Linked DNA regions of Mus musculus: region 2 is linked to region 1. The links are chromatin contacts, called in public HiChIP or PLAC-seq maps. All regions are on one chromosome and are shown on one strand. The core of a region is the stretch at or near the end of the contact, and the rest is flanking DNA. Distances in the headings are between cores, read along the strand shown. Region 1 overlaps P2ry6 (pyrimidinergic receptor P2Y, G-protein coupled, 6). Region 2 overlaps Fchsd2 (FCH and double SH3 domains 2).

Region 1 (5,376 bases), core at 442-2,941:
CTGGAGTTTGAGTTATAGGCAGTTGTGAGCTCCCTGATATGGAGGCTAGGACCAAATTTTGATCCTTGAAAAAAAAAAAAACAACACATAAGCTTTTAATCACTGAGCAATCTCTCAATTCCCTTCTTTTCTTTCTTTCTTTCTTTCTTTCTTTCTTTTTTTTTTTTTTTTTGATAAGGTTTCATGCATGATGTCAGGTTGGCTTTGAACTCGCATAGCTGAGAATGACCTTAAATTTTGGATCTTCCTGCTTCCATCTCCCATGCCTGGACTATGCAGTACTAGGGACCGGACTCAGGGTTTTGCGAACATTAAATACGCTAATAGAGCAACATCCCCAGCTCCTCTTTCTAACTTGTTATGTCGCTGAGGATGCCCTTGAACTCCCAGTTTCCCTGTTCTACCTCCCAGGTGTAAGGCTTACAGGCCTTCACCACCACGTCTGGCTTTGGATGGTTGATATCAAGGGATAGAAAACCGGTTAATGGACTGAAGCAAAACAAGAACTTGTCAGTGGGCATCACTGGAGTCCATTGGGAGGTTGAAGTCTCAGGCTTGGCGGCATCCAGAAGCTCCACAGTGTTCTCAGGGACCTGTGCGCTCCTCTCTCTACTCTGCCCCCTTGGATTCTGGCAGTCTCCTCTCTCGGGCTTATATCTCTGCGACACAGGACCATGCCTGGCACACAGTCCTGACAGCTGTGGCAACTCCAGCCTCACTCCTCCCAGCTTTGCAAGCCCAACAGAAACCCCTCTCCTTCTCAACCATTGAGCAAGGCTCTAAAATGAGGGCTCCTCCAGGTCTACCTGCATGGCAGGCCACAAGCTAGGCTTCAGTCTTCTCTTCCAACCACGACCTGGAGCCTGGTTATTGGACAATGGACAGATCTGGGGCACTAGTGGTCTGAAGCCAACTGCAGTCCTTATGATTAAGCAGTGTATATATTCCACTTACTGTGGGAGAGGAAGGGGTGGAAGAGCCTGGAGCCCAGGCACAGGGCAAGGTGCCTCCCACACAGCTCTGGGCCAGGCTTTATTGGAAGAACTGGATGGGGGCATCAATCTCAGAGGAGGGCTATGAAAGGGCCCCAGTCCCAGTGTGCAGCTTCTCCTTCACACTCACAATAAGCTTTCAGTTCCACATGGTCCCTGCTGAGCAGAGGGGGAAGAAGAAGTAAAAGGGAGAAGAGAAAGCAGATCTCTGCCCTCCCTGCAGCCTCGTGCTGGCTTTGCCAGCTCTAGCCTGCTGAGACCTAAACTGTCCAAGCAGGGATTCTGTCCCTTGCCCACTGTTCTCCGAGTGCCAGGGTCTGGGATCAAGCTAGATGTAGGTGGCTCTAGGGCACCAAGGATGGATAACACACAGGGGCAGGGCTGGGTGATGCCTGGGACAGAGGGCGTGATGTCTCTGTAAGGAAGGGAACACAGCGACCATAAGTTTCTCAGGTTCAGAGAAGGTGGAAAGCTGGCCCTAAGCCACACAGCAGGCAGATGGTGAGTCTCAGCCTGACTCAGAAGGAGGAAACCAAATCTTGACCCTTCGATCCTGTGCCTTCCATGCTAAATTCATGGGCCAGGGGTCCAGCCAGGGGATTTCCCAGCTTGGTTTCCCGGCAGGCAGGCAGGCAGGCAGCCCAAGGTTGGGAAGTTTCTTCCCAGGTCCAGCAGCTGCAGAGAACTACCCGGTAGGTGGTGACTCAAGTTTTCAGCTCCTGCCTCTATCCTACAGGCTACATGAAGGGTTACACAAAGACCCTACGTCCTAAGTAGCATCAGAAACAGTGAGACAGTTCTTCCTGATGTCTTCATGCGGTTGACGATGCTGCAGAACTGAACCCATAGCTGTCACCTGGACTGAGGGAAGGAAGCAAATGTAGGTTGTCCCTTGGTGGGGGTAAAGGGCTGTGGTATTTTTGGTGATGGTATATCCAGGGAACTAGAGTAGAGAGGGGTGGAGGATGCCTGGTGTCAGGGTGCTACGTCTGGCCTGACACTCAAATGGCTGTTGTAAGTGCATTGAGAGGGTGAGACTCAGACAGAGGGATAGATAAGTAGGAGGAATCCTGAGGAAGGCCAGAGGAACAGGCCTAGGGGCATGTCCTGGGCTTGCTCAGTGCCAGACTAGCAGGCGGCCCCTGAAGCATGGGCACAGTGGCCTCATCCAGTTCAGCTGTCCACTAGCGCCATCTCATGGCTTCAGACTCTCATTACAGGGACTACTCCAGTCCCTGGAGGAGCCACAATCATTTAGAGGTCTGACCCAAGTCTTGCCCTGCCCCAGGGTCAGCACCCCATCTTCCCTTAATCCTTCAAAGTTGCATCAATCCTGGGACAGACCCTGGTGCCACCGGAGCCTGTCCTGGGAACACCACAGGAGCTAGCTACTGGGAAGAAAGCCAGGTCTCCGTGGCTGCTTGGATTTCTTGGCTCATACGCAAATAAACCGTAGGTGCCCAATTTGTACACAGCTGGCCAAATGTCTGCCTGAAATTCAATCTGCCTGGTCTCACTTTGGTTCAGATTTTCGGCTCCCTGTCCTGTAAAGTGGGCTTGGGGTAGGCTCAGTGCACAGACGGCATCTACAGTCTACAAGGCTCCTTTACAAGTGACAGAGTAGGAAGAGTCCTCACTCTCTGTGGCATTTCAACATGCAGGTGGCAACTGTGACATTCTAGACAGCAGCTAAGAGAAACAGATGGGAGTGGGAGCAGAGGCAGGATATGAGCCCGGCCCCCACTTACCAGCTTGGCATTCGTTCCCTGCGTGCCCTGCCCCCACCCCCTTGCCTCACTGACTTCACACCAAAGCCCCCGTCATCTTCCCCTCTGAGTGCTGCCTCTGCCCTGAAGAACACACCTCTCACCCTCTAGCTGTCCCAACAGCTATAAAGCCCCATTCATGTGCCCACCCCTACCCCCAACCTCATGACCCTTGGTCTTTAAGTAGAAGGGACAGCAACCACTAATAGTGGAATGTTGGGAGAGCTGACGGCACACAGTATGTGTTTAATAAGGGCGCGTAGTGAAAAGGACGTATGGGCAATAAAATATCTAGGTAAGAAGTACCCAAGTGGATTGTCACCTGGAGGGAGGTGAAGACAGGCATGTCAGTAGATGACCTACCAAATGGATGGAGGATTGGGATAGGAGTACAGACTCAGAGAAGTGAATGGAATCCTGGTGGCTCAGCTGTCACAGCTAAGGGAAGGGCCAAGAACTGTGATAACACACCTATACATTCAACAGATGAGAACACTGATGGAGAGCTGGGTGGAAAGCCACTCGCTGGGTCTGCCCATGCCCATGTCCCCTCCTCCCATGGCTAGAGAGGGAGTTCTGGGAAGGATGACTTTTGTTCAGCTCTGTGCTCCTCCAGGCTGTTTCCGCCAAGCCAAGGTGTGGGGGGTGACAGGGAGTGCCCCCCCATCCAAGGGCTATTTCAGTCAGAGCTAGCAGCGCCAGGAAGCAGAGGAAACTGTCCAAAGCTACGCCAGAGATGCTACAGTGTGGCTGAGGACAGGAGCATGGGCAGCTCCGAGTCTGAGTGTCCTGAGTGCCCCAACACACTTGGAACTATCAACTCAGGACGGTGATGGGATGCTGTATGTGAGTGTCTGTGTCTTGAGGAAATGAGCCAATATGGTGTGGGACAGAGTGGTTGGACAGTTTGGCAAGCTGGGTGGGGTCTCTTCAGCTGGGGACTCAAGGGAGGATCAAGATGGGCTCATGAACTTGGTGCTGTTTTAAATTTGGAGGTGCTCAGGTTCTGGCTAACAGAAGTAGACTATGGACGTGTTTGTGAAAAGATCAGCAGAGCTGGACAGGTCAGAGAGGGGGCTGGGTCTCAGTGGCCAGTGGCTCTACCATGTTGGGAACAGTGTGATGAGTGAGGAAGGGCAGGATAAGGGGCGTGTGGAGAGGACTTGGGGGCCTTCAAGCAAAGCCAGAGGTCTGGACAGGGGCCTTGAACACCAGAAGAGAGACTTAGGTGTTTCCCTAAGAGCAGAGGAATCTCTTAAAAGGTTCCAATTGCAGGCAGATAGTCCAGAGAGAAGCTGGTCTAGGACTTAGGGTGCAAGAGTGGATGGCAGATGAGGTAGTCAATATTAGCTGTCACCCACGGTTGGGGTCGAGGGGTCCCTTCCTCTAGTCATCCCCTGTAGGAGTGGGAGCACTCAGCCTCAGAGACAGAGCAGATGGGGGGGGAGGGGCAATGACGGCTGAGATCCACTCAAAGCTCATTTCTGCAGTTCTTGTTACTTCCAGGGGGAGGCAGAGACTCTCTCGGGGAGTGTGGTCAGTCAGCCACAGGCCTGCCTAAGGAAGGATAGGGACTCGGCCCCTTCCACCTATTCCCTATTCCCACTTGGGGTGTCCTTCCTCTGCTCTACTGATGAAAACCCTCCTCAGCCACCCAGTCATCCTTCTCTGGAGAAGGTCTTTTTCTTTCTTTATTGACATACATCTATCTGTCTGTGTGTGTGTGTGTCTGTCTGTCTGTCTATCTATCCATTTATTCTGCGTGTAGAGCACTTGCCACAGTGTACCCGTGAAGGTCAGAGGACAGCTTGCAGGGGTCGGTTCTTTCCTTTCACCATTTGGGCCCTAGGGGTTGAACTCAGGCTGCCTTAACAGCAGACACTTTTTCTGCTGAGTTCTTTCCATCCTGTGGCTCACTCTGTCTGTCCCTCAGACTAGCAAACCGTAGCTAAGCTTACAATGTCTCTGCCCGCATGCTAGGCCTATGTGTGTCTAACAGGCAGGTCAAAGCAAGAGAAAGAAGGCACAAACGAATGACCCTGATGAATGCATGCGATTCTGTATCCAGTGTCTGTGGATGGTGAGCTCTGGGTCTGACTTTGTTTCTAACTCACTGATGTTGGCCCTATGGCTCCTCACCTCAGAGTTCCCATCTCTGTAAAGCTTGGCCAGCTTGCTTCCTGATTGGTTCCCCTGAGAGCTGGAATTTTACTCTGGCCACCAGGACACACCTCAGGCTCTTTTTCTTTCTCTCCTTTTTTGTTTTTTGTTTGTTTTTTTTTTTAATTTATTTTTATTCTTTTTAATTCTGTGTTTTGCCTACTTGTATGTCTGTGTGAGGGTGTCCGATCCTCTGGAGTTACAGAGTTATGAGTTGTCATGTGGGTGCTGGGACTTGAACCTAGATCCTCTAAAAGAGCAGCCAGTGCTCCTAACGATGCAGACATCTGCAGCATGTGTGCCTGTGCATGCACATATGTGTGCAGTTGCCATGGACACCACAGATATCAGATCCTCTGAAGTTGGAGTTACAGGCAGTTGTGAGCCTCCCGGCTTAGGTACAGGAGCAGTAGCCGAGTGACTTGAGCTGCTCCAGTCCCTCCCCTCCCCCCATCGAT
Region 2 (5,936 bases), core at 1,013-3,512, 190 kb before region 1:
TCATTACCAGATGTTAGCTATTAAAAATAGTGTTGCCATAGCATCCATACACATTAAACATGTATTATATGTATATAACATGTGTGGCTACACCAATGCTATAACACAATGTAAAGGTCAGAGAACAACTTCATTGTATTGTTTCCCTACTTCCACCTTCACATAAATGCTGATGATTGGACTTACCTCATCAGGATTTACCGACTGAGTCATCGCTGGACTGAGATGTATGTGTAAGCAGATCAGCTAGAGCATATGATAATTTTGCTTTAACTTTTGAGGAACTTTTGGAATAATCTCAATAACTAGTGTACTATTTTGTACCTGTGGAATATTTTAAATTTAATAGTTAAATACTAAAACAGCAAATCTTTCAAAATAAGCCAGGTATGGTAGTACATACCTATAATCCTAGCCACCTGGGAAGGTAGCTTAGCCTGGCCAGGTTAGCAAGACCTTGTTTCAAAATAAAATGAAAAGGGCTAGGGATGTAGTATAGTAGGAGAGGACTTGTCTAGAATGTACAATGCCCTGAGAGCTGACCTCCCTAAATCATGAATGTTCTTTAGGTTTTTTGTTTTGAATGGATGCTCCCTTGGTAGCCCATGCTGGCTTTAAACTCTTCACCTCTCTATCTCAACTTCCTGAGTGTTGGAATTACAAGCATGTGCCACCACACCCAGATACAAATCTCTATTTACAAGAGGGGGGGGCATATGTGTATATGCATGCACACATGCACCTGCCCCCAGAAGCAAGAGGTATTGGATCCTCATGGACATGGAGTTACAGGAGGCTGTGAGCCACCTGATATGGGTACTGAGAACTGAACTTAAGTCCCCTACAACAGTGGTTCTCAACCTTTCCTAATGTTTTGACTCTTTAGTAGAGTTCCTCACCTTTTGGAACCCCAACCACAAAATTATTTTTGTTGCTTCTTCATAACTATATTTTTACTACTGTTATGAATTATAATGTAAACATCTGGTTTTCTGAGGATCTTTGGTGACTCCTGGACCCTCAAAGGGGTCACAACCCATTTATTGAGAACCACTCCATGCTTTTAACATCTGGGCCTTCTCCAGCCTCATACAGATGTTCTTAATGGCATCTAGAATAGAGAATCTTACAGACTATGCATGTAGCTCAGAGGTAGAAGCTCTACTTAGCACACGAGAAGATATGATCAGGGTAATGGTTGCTGACTGGAAATTTCTTTTTAAAAATTAATTTGTCACATCAGTGTTGAAAACCCACAGAATCAACTAACATAGACTCAAGGACTCACAAAGACTGAACTGCCTATCATGGAGCTTTCATGGGGCTGACCTAACTCTACGTAGGTTATGGTTGTATAGCTCGGTCTCCTGGTAGGACTCCTAACAGTGGAAGCAGGGTCTGACTCTGACTCTTATCTGCTTCTAGGTCCCTTTTCTTCCCACTGGGTTGCCTTGTTCAACCTTAATACAAGGGGAGGTGCCTAGTTTTACTGCAATCTGGTATGCTATGTTTAGTTGATATTCCTGGAAGGCCTGCCCTTTTCTGAAGGGAGATAGAGGAGGAGTGTATTGGGGGGTTGGGGGAACAAGGAGGAGAGAAGAGATAGAAAAGTGTGGTCAGTGTATAATATATGAGAGAAAAATACATTTAAAAATGGAAAAAATGAAAGCCTAGGATTATGAATCCTTCACAGAAAGTATTGATTTTATTTTGTTCAAATTTATCAGAGGTAGAATAGATATGGCCTTTAAAAATGCATTCCGTAAATCAGAAGCCCTGAAAATAAAAATTACTCCCTAATGCATAAGCTGCAAAGTGAATGCTATGTTAGCATTGTGAAAAAAGTATAATGTTGTTTATATTCCTCAGAGCTCTTGGGTGACCAGGAATACTGTGAACAAGCAGAGCAAACCTACCTACCTACTTATCCATCCATCCACATACATGCGCATTTGGATAGAGACACAGGTGTTTGCTTGTTTGTTAGATAAAGTCTTGTCAAGTAGTCCAGACTGACCTCAAACTCCCCGCCCCCCACTGCCTCTACCTGACAAGTGCTGTAAATACATATAGACACCTACACCTAGATCTGAGCAGTAATATTTTCAAAGAATTTTTTTTTTCTGAGCAATGTATCTGAACAGAAGCTTAAAATACTCAATGAAGCATGCTTTTTGTTGCTCTACTTATAGCTCTCCACAAAGGGCAGAAGAGATATAATGTAATTCTTAAAGGCCCCAGGCCTTTTAGAACAGTAAGTGATTACTCACTCCAACTTAAAGTCACCATCTGCAACAGCCCCTACACAGCAGTTGGCCTGACCTCCCCTGAAGCTTTAAAGGCAGGCATGGCTGTGGAGGTACTAGATTCCTCCAATAGAAGGCTTTTTGTTCACCTCAAAATCCTGTCATTCAGTGCAGCTACCTTCTTCAGTGGTCTTAGCACTACCTTCTGAATAACACACTGCAGCTTCTCCATGAGAATTCGTTGCTTCCTTTGATGCTTTTTCTTTTACTAGCATAAAGATGGCTTTTTCCTTAAATGTCATGAGCCAACTAACTGGCTTCAAATTTTCCTCTGCAGTTTTTTCACCTCTCCCAGTGTTCATAGACTTGAAGGGAGTAGGGGTAGGCTCTGGACAAGGCTTTGGATAATGCAGTGGCTGGTGTGATCTAGCAAACAACAGAAACTTTCTCTAAAGCAAAAAGGCTTTTGTGCTTTCCCTGTCTCCTACCATTTGTAACCCCTGAAGTAACAATTTTAAATTTCCTTTTCCAACTTTTTTTTTTGTCACAACGAGGTACAAAAGGCATATCTTTCAAGATGCCTTCCCCACTAACCTTAATCATTTCTAGCTTTTGCCCCCAAGGGAAACAAATGCACCTCTCTCTTCAACTGGCTGGTTTCCATAACAGTTGGGAGTAGGAAGGTCCAGAAAATGAAAAGGTATGGCATTAGATGATCAGCAGAGCAGTCAGAACACATACAATAGTTATGAAATTCTCCATTTGATGTGGGTACAGTTCATGGTATTACAAAACAAATATAATAGTAATGTGAGGGGTCACTGACTTCAGAGCAATATACAAGCAATAATGGAAAAGTTGTCAATTATTTCAAGAATTATCAAAATCTGACCTTGAGATACAAAGTAACAAGCCTCTAGAAAAATGGTACCAACTGATTTATTTACAGCAGGTTATCACAAACCTTTCATTAACTTAATTTACTTTTACTTTACAGTGTCTTATTTTATTTGGGGGAATGAATTCTCACAACATTGCTAAGACTAGCTTTAAACTCATAGGCTCAGACTTTCCCAAAGTAGATTGAACTATAGACATAACTGCCATATTGAACCTCAAAGTTTCAATTTGTAAGATAAACAAAACAAACAACAACCTACTCTGAAGCACAAAGTACAAAAAAAGTATGCCAGCATAAAGAATGAGCTATGAACCTTGCTTTGAAAGGATTCACCAACCAAAGGCCTACAAATGCTAGAGACAAGTAGGAACTACTTGTCTTAGATCTCCTTAATTTTCCTGACTATATTTTAGTTTCTTATCAATGAAATGTGAGGATAAAGCTGTGTTTTGGTTCATGTCTACAATCCCAGCACTGAGGAGGCTACAAAAGTATCTTAAGTTTAAAGCTTACCTATGCTACATAGAGATTTCCAGATCTGTCTAGGTTACATAAAGAGAGGGTTGGGGGAGTAGAGCAAATGTATACTACCATGAGAGAGAACACGGAATTATAAAAATTAAATTAGTTTATTTTTTTAAAGTACTTGGAACAAACAGCACATGGTAAATACTACAAATTTATTAAGTAATCTAGTTTCAACATTTTAACTAATGAAATACAGAAAATGCTAACAAAAATGTGTATTTTAGTACTATATATAGTATTAAATGACAGAAAAAGTCAGAATACTACCCTTCTCAGAAATCACCAAAAGTAATTGAAAATAAAAACAAAAAAACAAATCATAAATGTAAAGTCAGGCATGTGGTTTCATACTAACCCCAGCTCTCAGGCGTCTGAGACAGCACTCTGACAATTTTAAGGCCAACCCAGGCTACATGCTGAGATACTCTCTTTTAAAAAGACAGATGCTAACATGATCTCCAACAAAACCAGAAGATATACAACATAGAAGTAGAAAATGTGTTCAAATGAAAGACACCTGGGTAACAAAGGAAAAGTTAGGACATGAGCTTCAAGTCTCCGAGGAAGGTGGGACTGTGGGCTGGCAGAGGGGTTTCCTTCGTGTTCTGAAGAAGCAGAGACGGAACTGAATTAGGAATTACACACACGCTGGCAGCAAGTGACTGCTGGTGCAACAACTCGAATCTGCACTGCCAACAGCCTCGTGAGATGGCAGGCTGAGGAGAAGGGGGACAGCCTCATGAGATGACTGGCAGGCTGAGGAAAAGGGCTCTGGAGGTCCTGGAACTTACTACATAGTCCAGGCAGACCTTGAAATCACAATCTTCCTAACTCAGCCTCCCAAAAACTAGGATTACAGATATGCATGCAAGCCCACTGAAATAAAACTCACGAATTCAACCCTGCTCATAAAAAAATACTACTATACAGTTGGACAACAGTAACCACTGTGGGCTACCAATATCTGATATCCTAAGAAATGTTTTGGGAGGAAAATCACCATATTAAAAAAAAAAGAGGAAGGAAAATAAATAGAACATTCTAAATAAAAGGGGAGAGGGGCAGATCAGAAGACAAATAATACTTTCTGCTTTACATAGTGGTGCACCTGTTATCTCAACACTGACTACTAGCCTGCTCCTCCCAGTCTGCTGAGCCTGCTTTCTTATATAACCCAGGACCACCAGCTTAGAAGTGGCACTGCCAACAGTGAACCGGGCCCTCCCTCATAAATCATTAATCAGGAAAGTGCCCCACAGATTTTCTCACAGGTAATCTGATGGAGGTATTTTCTCAACTGAGAAACCAATCAGCACGCCAAACAAACCGTGTACATGAACCCAGTGGTAGAGCAATTGCCTAGTAAATCCAAGCCCCTGGGTCAACTCCCAGCACCAGAAAATTCATCAGTTAATTAATTAGTTAATGAAAACACATGCCTTTATTCCCAGCACTTGGGAGGCACAGGCAGACAGAGCTCTGAAAGTGCAAGGCCAACATGATCTACATAGCAAGTTCAAAGCTAGCCAGGGCTACAGTGAGTCATTCTCTGAAAAACAACGGGGTGGGGAGATGAATTTTACTGTATGTACACAAAGTCCTCAATAATGTCCCTGCTACTTGAAAAGCCCCAAACACTAACTTTTTCTTAATGTGTTGGGAGTGGGGAGATGGTTCAACTTGCCATACAAACATGAAACTGAACTCAGATTCTCAGTACTCATGTAAAAAACCAAGTCCTGGGGAGATGGAATCGGGGAATCACTGGGCCTTGCTAAACAGCTAGTCTAGCTGAATCAGAAAGCGCTAAGTTAAAAGAGAGACACTGTCTCAAAAGTAACAAGAAAAGCACTGCAGAGGACAGGACACACACACACACCACAACCACCAACATACACAAAGACTAAAAATACACAAGCTTTATCATTTCTGAAAACTTGACCAGCTTCATTTTTATGAGATCCAATCAGTTTTAATTTAGGTATCAACTCTTACAGAAATACTAACTGCAACCAGAATATTAGAATATTCAGTAGTGAATACTCAGAAACTAGAATACTCAATAGTGAAATTCAAAATAGAAAAATATTATAGTTTCATGTGTCAAACAGAATCAAGCCAAACATGGCTTTATGCCTATATTCCTGGCGCTTGGGAGGCTGAGTCTGGAGGACTGCTGCAAGTCTAGACTAAGCATCGTTTTCTATACTCCCAAAACACCTACTCATCTGACTACTACACTATATTGATTTCTGCCTCCC

Evidence for each region. HiChIP or PLAC-seq counts read pairs in DNA pulled down with a chosen protein or histone mark.
Region 2: a contact with region 1 is called in an H3K27ac HiChIP or PLAC-seq map of trophoblast stem cells, with 6 times the contacts expected there. The contact joins two enhancer-like sites. A contact is called at or near these places in 4 of 39 promoter capture datasets (the 3T3-L1 cell line, the C10 cell line, HPC-7-derived erythroid cells and 1 more) and 3 of 115 datasets of contacts at active chromatin or transcription factors (embryonic stem cells, microglia and trophoblast stem cells).

What each region holds. Positions count from the first base shown.
Region 1 is chr7:100,940,261-100,945,636 of GRCm38.p6, reverse strand. The region is part of intron 1 of P2ry6 (pyrimidinergic receptor P2Y, G-protein coupled, 6); the gene reads left to right. Among named protein-coding and RNA genes, the nearest start is that of Arhgef17, 11 kb to the right of the region's middle. Within about 2 kb of position 1,691, at least 140 of the 459 cell types and tissues checked have an H3K27ac peak or open chromatin away from gene starts, as enhancers often do. A contact at or near this core is called in trophoblast stem cells, where this site is marked.
Region 2 is chr7:101,129,872-101,135,807 of GRCm38.p6, reverse strand. All of the region lies in intron 2 of Fchsd2 (FCH and double SH3 domains 2), which reads right to left. Among named protein-coding and RNA genes, the nearest start is that of Fchsd2, 24 kb to the right of the region's middle. Within about 2 kb of position 2,262, at least 2 of the 459 cell types and tissues checked have an H3K27ac peak or open chromatin away from gene starts, as enhancers often do. A contact at or near this core is called in trophoblast stem cells, where this site is marked.